2 separate regions of the Zea mays genome follow, and region 1 is linked to region 2. The links are chromatin contacts, called in public Hi-C maps. All regions are on one chromosome and are shown on one strand. Each heading gives the region's core, a stretch centred on a gene start, on an enhancer-like site or on the middle of the called end of the contact. The rest is flanking DNA. Distances are from core to core; before and after follow the strand shown. Region 1 holds the start of LOC100279142. Region 2 has its middle 89 kb from the start of LOC100281976.

What was found. A called contact is a pair of places that touch in the nucleus more often than the background predicts.
Region 1: a Hi-C map of tassel shows a contact between it and region 2, with 3 times the contacts expected there. The contact joins the promoter of LOC100279142 here to the enhancer-like site in region 2. A contact is called at or near these places in 2 of 25 Hi-C or Micro-C datasets (ear and tassel).

The regions. Positions count from the first base shown.
Region 1 is chr5:87,255,479-87,260,848 of Zm-B73-REFERENCE-NAM-5.0, reverse strand. LOC100279142 reads left to right here and starts at 1,511. Exons shown (of 1, transcript NM_001152178.1): 1 at 1,511-2,122. The coding sequence starts at 1,643. The coding sequence ends at 1,972.
Region 2 is chr5:87,036,872-87,042,823 of Zm-B73-REFERENCE-NAM-5.0, reverse strand. No RefSeq gene overlaps it. Among protein-coding and RNA genes, the nearest start is that of LOC100281976, 89 kb to the right of the region's middle. Within about 2 kb of position 1,758, at least 16 of the 20 cell types and tissues checked have an H3K27ac peak or open chromatin away from gene starts, as enhancers often do. A contact at or near this core is called in ear and tassel, where this site is marked.

The DNA.
Region 1 (5,370 bases), core at 262-2,761, 220 kb before region 2:
TGAATGATAAATGTGTCCCATTTGCATAAGTAACGACGTCGATCAGTGAATGGGCGGCGATGGCATCAAGGGAATCAAAATCTAAAACCGATGGCATAGAGGGAATGCTACCATTTCCAGTGTCACATAAAGAATTAGTATAATTTCTAATGGCATAGAGGGAATTTTCTCTTTAATCTATCAGGATCAAAAGCATCTCCAGTGTGCTCCCGCCTCCCTCCACAATGCAGTTGTGCGCTGTGTCTGTGTGTGCCTGCCTACACGGCTCTACGTCAGCTGATAGGAAATCGGATGAGACTGGCCTGTCAGGCTGCTGCCTGAAGCGATGATCTGATTGAGTGGCCGCCGCTGAGGGCGTGCTTTATTGCCCGCCATATATAGGGCTCTCTTTACATTACAGAGCCCCTGGGTGCCTATATACCAAAGCAAATAATCAGATCAGTGACTGGCAGTAGCAATAGTGAAGTGAAAAGAGAAGGTAGTAGGACACCGCCTTTCTCCATCTCTACAGTTCTATACCAGAATACCATCTGCTTATCGTTCTCACGATGACGCCGTTTCTGTTGATGGTAGCTAGTTTATGAACGCTGATAGACAGTCTTGCCAGATTTCAGATTCCCTCCCAAGGGTAATTTGGTCATTGTTATCTATCACTAGTCCTGAGTCTGCACTTCATTGTTTGATTGCTCTGTAACTACTGTAGCTGTTCAAACTGCTGCAGCTGCAATCTATAAAAATAAAAGCCATAGCTGGATTAAAGCCGCAGCCAATAATATGCTAAGAAACGATGCCAAACTGCAGCGCCTGACTGACGACTCCATGAGGCATGCATTATTGCATTGTAACTCGTGAGGTTCTTGAGACGAGGCATATACGCTACGGTCGGTTGCCCAGATTTGGCTTTTACCGCGACGCTGCGCACATGTTTTGGTTTGGACTTTGGAATCAAGTGCAGTGCAGAATATGCAGATAGATAGATAGGCGCCAAAAGCCCAAAAGGGGACTGTGCCAGCACGTGACGTGAGAGAAGGCCCCATGGATCATCGATCGGTCCCATGGAGCAGGCGAGGGGCCTCAGATTAGCACGCTCGTGTGACTCCTCGTCAGCGTGCTGCTGCCCATGGACGGATCCACTGCTAGCTTGATGGCAAACCTTGTCGTCACCGGTCACTTGCCTGCCTGCACCGCCGTACGTTTGGCTTCAGGGCCGGTTCGTTTACTCTACTCTGAAACGGTTAAACCGTTCTAGCCGGAATGGTAGATTCATGTTTGTATTAGCATTGGCTAGATGTACAATAATTTGGGGTCCCAATCCTAACTAAACGAACGGGCCCTTAAGCAATCCCTTGCAGGCAAACAACTCACTCATGTGCCCTTCTATCACTAGGCACGCACATAACTCGTGCACGTCCCTATTAATTAATTATAAACCACGGTTGACAGACACGGGACACCCCCAGGCCCCAACCCACCAGCAAGAACGCATTCCCCGGTTCCCCCCCACTCCACTGTCCACCCCGGTCCCCGGCACTCATCAGTCATCACTCCTCCAGCTTGCTCGAGTCACGATCCCTCCCTCCCCCCCACACAGGCAGGCGCCAGGAAAGCAAGCAAGCCGCCGGGACGCGCGGGCGGGCGGCGCATGGCGGAAGGAGGCAGCTCCACGGCACCCTCGGCCCCGCCGTGCTGCGGCCTGGCGCGGCTACTGCGGCGCCTGCGGCGGCAGGGCAGCCGGGCGCTGTGCGCGGCCGCGGCCTCGCGCCGCCACCGCGCGTCGTGCCGCCAGTACGACCCGCTCAGCTACGCGCGCAACTTCGACCTCGGCCGCGACGCCGCCGACGCCGAAGACGCGCGCATCTACTACGCCTGCTCCTTCTCCTCGCGCTACGCGCTCGTCCCGCCCCCCGCCTCCTCGTCCGCCGTCGGCCCCGCTGCTGCCCTGGATAGCCTGCCGGTCGCCGCCAACAGATAGTGCTTGTGCTGTCAAATCAAATGATTCTAGGTAGTATAGGGCTATAGGCAGCTTGGCTGGTGCACCGTCCTCCTTCCTGTACATTAACCAAGGAGAAGGGTACAATTTTATTCCCTTTTCCCTATTTTTTTAAAGTTTAGACCTATGGATGAACTAATACCATTTTTATAGTTTAATGACTTGTTTAGTAGAAGGAGATTAAGATTTGAGAGGCTAAAATCCTTTACCGAATAAAAGGATTTTAGCCACTTTAATTCTCTTGCTCCTAAACATCTATTGTGGATCAAGCCCGATTCATGATTTTAAAAGACTCTAGACCAACCTAGATATCTGCCCCTCTTAATATATATACACTTTTCTAGTTTTATATCGCTAAAAAGGTATTTTAATAGAAAAATATAAACATAAGTGTCAAACTAGTAAAAATTTGACACTCCATTTAGCATTACACAATTTCTCTCAACAAATAGAGCATTTTTTAAGCTGAATTATTCTGGTTGCCTACACCCTTCGTATTCACCACTTATTTCACTCACTATTTTAAACTCCACTATATAAATAATAGAGCATACAATACAAAATAGTGTTCTGCACGCCCGTATACATGGTTTATTGGACACAACCTAAGGATAATAATTAGATCAACATTTGTCAATATATCCTTCTCGATAGAACACGTAGCCAAGCCGTACAGACATTTGGATAATAGTCTGAAATTTTGATTAATTGAAGAATATCAGTTGTTAACATCAAATTATCTAATAAAGTTACTCACAATACTTATAATTCATCTTGTCACAACCACGACATGGTATGTAACATTATGTATGTGACATGATATGTAGTAATAAAAATATTAGTATACATATGTATAAACTTTTTTGGGCCCCTAAAATCGTTGGGCCCTAGGCGATCGCCCCTCTGGCCAGGCCAGATACGGCCCTGGTGTTGACTCTTCTTAAGGGTATCTCAACGAATTCGCTCGAGGGCTTAGGATCTGCATTAGCTCCAGTGTGTCAAATGCGTCCGGTCGACCATATGATCAAACTCTAAACGACCTCAAGGTCGCCCCATTCAATGACCTCCCGACCAACTTGATGAACTCGCTTGGGGCTCGTAGGTCTGTGTCTGCTCTAGTGCACCAAGTGCGCCCAGACTACCAAATGATAGGTCTGCGTCCAATCCAGCATTCCAAGTTCACCTAGCCGACTAGATGATTGAACTTTGTCCGACCACAAAGTCGTCCCACTAAATGACCACTCGATGGACTTTCTCAGAGGCTTAGGATTATGCGTCCGCCCCAACATACAAAACGTGATCCTCCGACCTAACGACCAAAATAATCTTTGAATAATATCTCGCTAAGAGCTCGGGCCCATAGAGTGCACCAATGACCACTACGCATGTCAACCCCGTAACGATTTTATAAAATCACCTGAGGGCTTGAGGGCTGCATCCACTAGATGCTACGTGCACCTAGTGGGTATATCTTGAAAAACTTAGGTCATCTCACTTGACACCCCCGATAGATTTTACAAAATCACCTAGGTATTAGGGCTACGTCTATCGGACGTGCTACGCGCGTGCGGTGGTTCTGTCTTAAAAACTTAGGCCATTTCACTTGATAACCTCAGCCATTTTTTACAAAATCACCTCGGGCCATGCGCCCGATGGGTCTATCTTGAAAAACTTAGATTATCGCACTCAACAATCCCAGACTGATTTTATAAAATCACTTAAAGGCTATGTCCACCATATGTGTTACACGCGCCTGAACAGCCAGGATGACCAGATCCTACTTGAAACTTTGGCAAACAATATTCTTCACTAGGACTAAACCAAGCATGAGGTAGACTCACACATGTTGCACTAGATGTGTTTGATGATGAACATAATGTGTGCACCGAGCATGGGGTAGATTCACATATGATACACAACTTCTAGGCGAGCATAATGGAGTCTGTCGGAGGGCGAATCCTCCAGCCCGGTGGTAGATTGCACCCTCCCTAGTCCTCAAATGAGGAGCATGCTAACCTACATCTACTGAGAGTTGTGTTGCTTGAGAACTTGGGAGTCGTCAATCTGAGTGTGAAATTGACTTCCTTTGATACAGAGGAAGCGCCCTCCCTTTTATAGTTCAAGGGGGAACGACACAAGGGAGCTTCAGACCCTGACAGGTGGGCCTAGGAGAGTTTACAATATGGAACAGGAAACACTAGATAGAGCTGAGAACACAAGATCTTCCTTGACGCGTATCCCTTTTTGGTCGTTACGCAGGCTCCTAACATCCTATCCTCTTGTTTTGTCTAATTAGAGTATGCATGCAGCCCTTGCGATAGGTTGTGGCGTAGCCTGCTACTCTGTCGTGTGTAGGTGGGTGTCGTCTTGTCTCGTACACCCGTTTCTTCATGCCTCGGTAACACACGAACAACAGTGAAGTCATAATGAAGGGCACCCCAAACGGTGCACAAGGTCATTGCCCTTGCCTCGGTAATGTGTGAATAACAGTAAAATCCGCACGTTGCAGGTCTGGCGCGCTGTGTGCATTTAATGCTAGGGATACGCTACCCACTGCTGGCGCAGGAAACTACATCCCATCCGCACTCAATGCTGGCGGGCCCTATATCAGAGGCTTTCATGAGGCATCGTCTGGTGGCTTACGCTAGGTGCGTCTGGCCACGTGTTGGCACCGAACCTCAACCTGGACAGGGGCAGGCCCGGGAATAAGCGTTAGCACATCATTCCTAGGCCTTCCATGGCTCTAGGCTTGGACCGCACCCAAGGGGGTCTAGGTCCCGGCCGCACTTGTTTGGATACATGGTGACATTGGACCTCACTTGGCCTAAGGTCCAGATGGTATTTTCTAGACCCGGAGCCACTCCGAAGGATCAGTGCTGCAGTCAGAGAGTGCCTTCTTCTTCGAGGTTTTGTGCTTCCTTCAAACCCCTTTTACTAGGGATCCGACGGGCCCACAAGGAGGTCCGGGTCCTATTTGCAGGATCCCAAATATATAGCTGAAGTTATTGATTCTTCCCTTTATGGGGGCTTGATGGAGATAGTGATTGAGCCCAGGAGACGAGCATGTCCTAGCCACAACTCCATATGGAGGGCCTTAGCCCCACGTTGGGTTGGTTGCCCATGAAATCCTCAATGGTGGCCACCAGGGTCTCACCTTGACATAGCAGGAGTGGGTACCCCATATTCAGGGTACCGACAGAGTCCTATGTGCACCAGATATGACTCACCGAGCATGCCTAGTGTAGCACCCAATGACACACCATATAGGTGACTTAGAGAGCTTGTAAACTAGCACAGTCGATCTAACACTCATGGGACGGGTCAAGTGTTGCACCAAACATTGCACCAAATATGTAACTTAGAGAGCATGTAAAACACAT
Region 2 (5,952 bases), core at 509-3,008:
GGTCCACGATGGCGTAGAGCGTCGTCTTGTTCACAGCAGACCTAGATCTCGCCTCCCGGGAGGGACCCTGTCAGGAAGGAGAGATCATAGGGTGTGTCTTGGTATCGGCAGGCCAGCCAAGACGTCTCTAGTCGACGTAGAGCCGAAAATAGGTGAAGATTTGAGGTAGAGAGAGACTAAACTAGAGCTATTCCTAATGCATAAAATAAAAAAGATAAGTAGATTTGATTAGATCGATTATGGAGGTTCAATCGGCCATAGTCTTTCATCTATATAAAGGGAGGTCTGGACCCGTTACAAATTGGTTCCCGAGTTAATCCCACAGGTTTAGCTAACAGATCCCGTAAGAAATCCGGAATCCTAAATGATTCTACGCGCGCGCGGATGGTCTGTGCCGCTACAGCGGACAGTCTGGACCGCAGACAGGTGTTAGGGGCGGACCGTCCGCAAGCAAAAATTTTTTTTTGTGTCCAACAAGGTGCATATCCATATATATGTATTCCTGGGCCATGCAGCTGCGAACTAATGATTGTGCATTTGTTTCTTCCCAAAAATAAGAATGGAAAGGAAAGAACATTATCTATTGGTTTGAAATACCTTTTTCATCATATTTTGAGAAACAAACTACAGGAGTGCATGAATTCTTTCCAAGGCTAACCCATTCGTGGTCTAAGAGAAGAAAAGGAACTAGTAATTGCTAACTAGTTAGATGTCTTGACGTACGTATCTTCAGCGGGGCAGTTACCACTGTGGGAGATAATGTGTCTCAACTAGCAATGCTAAAGTAATTTTTGGGGAAAAAATATAAATGCACTTTCATAATTGCCAATTCATGTTTGAAGTGTTCCTGAACACATATAGCACACAAAGAGCAAGCACTGAAACATATGGGCAAGCACAAAAACTTGGGTTCATCAGAACTGAGTAAACATGCTAGATGGTTTTTAGAAAATATTGCAGTGACCAAAAGTAAATCTTAGTTGGTTTTTATGATCGGCCACCTGCTCATTCCACACACCCAAACACGAATTTATATCTGTGTACTCATGACTGCCTGCAGCTCTGCATTGCTGTGCATATAGATAGGAAGGCGATGGCTTCCATTTATGCACTGATGATAGTGAAAAGAAACGGCCTCTTCATATAGCTGGCCGCTGGCGCATGGAAGTGGTGTAGAGCAGCTGACCACAGAGTTGAAGTGTTCAACAACTTTTCCCTTTCTTTGGTTTGGTTGCTGATGGCAAGTTCGTCGAGATTCTTTCTCCTGTCTAGCATCATTTGGTACAGATTCATTCAGAGAGTTAAAAGTTCTGAAGTTTATAACCGACGCACCCGAATGATTTGTAGTTCAGATTAACTAGTGAAGAAAATACTGCTTCGTCTATTATTGCACGCTGGTCGATCTAGATTGTTTATAGAGTGGTTTATATATATTGAAACACAAAACAATGTAACAGAGGTACATGCCAGAACTTGATCATGAGCACATGAGACGTTCAGATCGGATGATTAACCTTCTGGTAAGCTTTCTGTTGTGGTTAGGTGACATACGCATGGACGTGCCATTTGTCGTCCAGCGGCGTGAAATGAAACGGACAAGGCAACGGTGAAGTTGTCAAGTGTGATGAAGGCTCAAAGTGTCAGTCAGTAACCCATTCCAATTAAAACTGGCAATTTGTTGGTATGGGCCGACGTCCATGCAGGCCGGGCTAGCGTAGAGGGAAAGACAAGGAGCCGGGCTTGCCGCTGCCGGCCTACGACGAGTCAAAGGACGTTGCTGATGTGGCTGACGTGCAATTTATCTCCATCATTGCGCCTGCGGCTACATCATTCAGGCTGGCTAGCCGCAAACCATCGTTGCTGATGTGGCGTTATATAACACGTCTGACATGACGCGTCTAATTTTTAGTCTCTTTATTTTTTTATTTTAGTCCATATAATATTAAATAAAGAAATTAAAATAGAGTTTAAATTTTCGTATTTAGTAATTTAGAGACTAAATTGAATAAGTCTATTAACTTGACAACTATCAAGAAGAAAAAAACAACCAATTGCAATAGTTGAAGAGTGAAAACATTCGTTTGTATGGTCTCTACATCATCAACGATAGGGCCCCGTTTGGTTGCCACAAATTCTGAGAATCACCACCAAGCACAAAATCCAAGGAAATCTAGGTGAAGCTTGATAATGGTAGATAGTCTATTGTGGCTCATTATCCAAGGTAAAAAAATCTGTGATGTTTGGTTTGCCATGTAGATTCTATAGGTGGGATTCTGGTTATCACCTCCAACAAAACGTATCCTAAATATGTCCTTGAAATAAAAAATCGCATAATTATGCTACTGGCAATAGGTTGAAGTTGAGAGATTCTACTAACAACACAATAGATATTCTCGTGTCATTGGATATAGTAACTTTTCCAAGCCATTTGACATTGTATTTGTTATTATCACCAAATGTTATGCTCCTAAACCCATCCTTGCCATATGTATTAATTGAATTGAACATCGTCATATGTTAAGTGTGTCCACTATCAAACACTCAATGTCTTCCTCTAGCCTTGTAGCTAACCAACAAAATAAATTTCTTTTAAATACCCTAAGGTCCCGTTTGTTTCCTTTCATTTTGAGGAATTGCAATCTTACTAATGGAATATGCCATTTTTTTAGAATGTGGCATTCCACCACTTTCCAAAGTTATCATATAAGCTTATCTCAAATTCATGGGGTGAGAGATGGAAATTGATTCTATAAATTTACATGTTGTTTTTCCAATGCACAACTTATAGCACACTCTTGTACTTGCTTTACTATAACATAAATGTAGTATATAACTATCTCTCTCATATGATTTAGGATAATATACAAATATATTACATATATAAATATATGAACTTAATTAGTTTTATCTAAATTATAATTATTAAAACGGAATTCAATTCCAACGAAACAAACGGGGCCTAACTTTATTTGGATTCTCTAATGTTAGTAACTAAGCCCTTGGACACCAAAATTGCCTTTTTGGGCTAGGGATGGCAACGGGTCGGGTAGAGTAAATACCCGCCCGCAACCATACTTGCGGGGATTACTCATGCTCGCTCGTAACTATACATGCGGGTAAAATTTTGTACATGTGTCCGTCGGGTATCGAGCGGATATCGGGTACTCATCGGGTATAATTATATTGTATGTACATGCTTAATTTTGTACATGTGCTCCTACCCGTCGATTGGTTTTCTTATATATACGCATTAGTTGGGACATCTATACTATACTTAAAGCACCAGTTTCAACGGTCGTCCCGCGTCATCTTTTTATAAATAACCCCTCACAAATATTTCAAATTAATTTGTTGCACGCCTATATATGGCCAAACGGCGACCCGGCACGGGCCAGACGCACGCGGGACACAACTATGGTCCAGGCATGTCATGTCGGCCAGCTGACTGTGTCGGGCCAGCCCGTCGGCCCATTTGATTAAATCAGCGTAAAATGTCTATACTATACTTAAATCACCAGTTTCAACGGTCGTCCTGCGTCATCTTTTTACAAATAACCCCTCACAGCTATTTCAAATTAATCCGTTGCACGCCTATAGATGGCCAAACGGTGGCCCGGCACGGGCCAGACGCACGCGGGCCACAACTATGGCCCAGGCACGTCATGCCGGCCTGCTGACTGTGTCGGGTCAGCTCGTTAGCCCGTCGGCTCATTTGATTAAATCAGTGTAAAATGTTAAAAAACGGTGCAGTCTTTTTACAAATAACCCCTCACAGCTATTTCAAATTAATCCGTTGCACGCCTATAGATGGTCAAACGATGGCCCGGCACGGGCCAGACGCACGCGGGCCACAACTATGGCCCAGGCACGTCATGTCGGCCTGCTGACTGTGCCAGGTCAGCTCGTTAGCCCGTCGGCTCATTTGATTAAATCAGTGTAAAATGTTAAAAACGGTGCAGGAGGTGGGGTTTGAACCCATGCCCTAATGGAAGCAAGGCGAGAGACACTGGTTGAAACTGTCTAACCAATAGAATATCATGCTCAGATGTTTTTAATGTTGAATATAAATTGTATATATGTATATACTTTTTTTGTAAAATAAAAAATATAATCGTGTCGGGCCGGGCCAGCACTACGGGCCGAGGCTACAACCAAGCACGACATGTCATTCTTGGCTCTTGTAAGCATTAGGTCGTTTCTAAAACCACATTGGCGCAATGGACTACATGGTGTTTGAGGTTGCTGAATTGGATGGAGCAACAATGATTTGTCACACTAACAGTAAAATGAAAGGTTATTTGTTGGTTTTAAACGTTAGTAATTGCTACGAAGTAGCATAATTTATATGGAGCACATCTAGTTTTTATTGATGCCTGACTTTAGCAATCACTCCATATTTTGATCTATCTTGTTTATCAGTTTGACTTCATGTGACTTATTTTAAAAACTTGAGCTCACAAACTTTCTCTAATTTGGTCTCTGTATGGTGGAATTATATCATTTTATAATCTCTGTTCGTTCAGTCAGTCGTTGTGAACTCTCTTCTAATCGCTCACTTCATTGGTTGTGTTGTACCAAGACATATTGCATGGAGTAAATAATAACATCAGTTAGCCAAATCAAAAAAATATTATACAGAGAGCGGAGACAATCAATAAAAAATCTTGAAATCTTTTTGGTGGATAGTTTACGTGGGTATTGTTGTAAGCCGTCGTAACGCACAGACAACCGACTAGTTTTATTATAAACGCATGAGGCTTTTTTTCCTCATGACGAGAAAGAGAATAATTTGTTGTATGCTAGTATGCCACCATGCTTGCTACCATGGAATAATATGTGTCCATATATTTTTCTTTTGTCGCACAACGACTAATGGAATATATATATATAGCTAATGGAAGCTCAGGGCTTCCATTAGTACGGGAAACCCCCAGCCAATTATACTCTTACGTCTGTACGCGCGTGGGTTCTGGCTCGGACGGATTTCAGCGTAAAATGTGAACTAAAATAGCATAAATGAGTATTAATTTTAGCGTAAATCGAAGACTTGTTTCGTAACCGTGATGGGGCCTGAAATTACGGTATGAAAATCGCGGACGTCCATTTATGCGTAGGTTCTGGCTCAGGCGGATTTCAACGTAAAACATGAACCAAAACAACGTAAATGGGTACAAATTTTAGCATAAATCGTCGATCTTTTTCGTAACGACTTGGGTTGGCTTGAATTATGGCGTGAAAATCGCGTGCATCTGATTGTACACGGGTTCTATCTCGGGCGAATGTGAACCAAAACAGCGTAAATTAGTACGAATTTAGCGTAAATCGTCAATTTGTTTCGTAACGACGAATGGTGCCTAAAATTACGACATGAAAAGCGTACGTAGGTTATGACTCGAGCGGATTTCATCGTAACGTGAACCAAAACATCATAAATATATACGAATTTTATTGTAAATCATCGATCTGTTTCATAACAGTGAATGGTGCCCAAAATTACACCAAATCGTGCATATCCGATTGTGCCATTTTTCTGGCTCGTACGGATTTCAGTGTAAAATGTGAACCAAAATAACGTAAATGTGTAGAATTTTAGCGTAAATCAGCCTTTGTAGTATGTATCTAAGGCTGGTGGCAAAAATGTTTAGTAAAATTGACTCAGATGGTGACAAAGGATCCTTATCAGAGGAAACTCAGGATACACCAATAAAAAAGATCTAATTGGCCTATTATAATTCTTGTATTCCTCGAGCGAACTCTGATAAAAAGTATTCTTGATGCACAAACCTGAAAAGAAAAACAGATTGTTAGGAAAATTAATGTAACAATGTTTTATTTCCAAAAGACACGTATAAAAAAATGAAGCATTCAATATTCCATAAACTAGCAGAGCTAAGGACTTAATGTGCTTCCAATCAACTAGCTGTGAGCGCAAAAAGTCCCTATACATTTCTA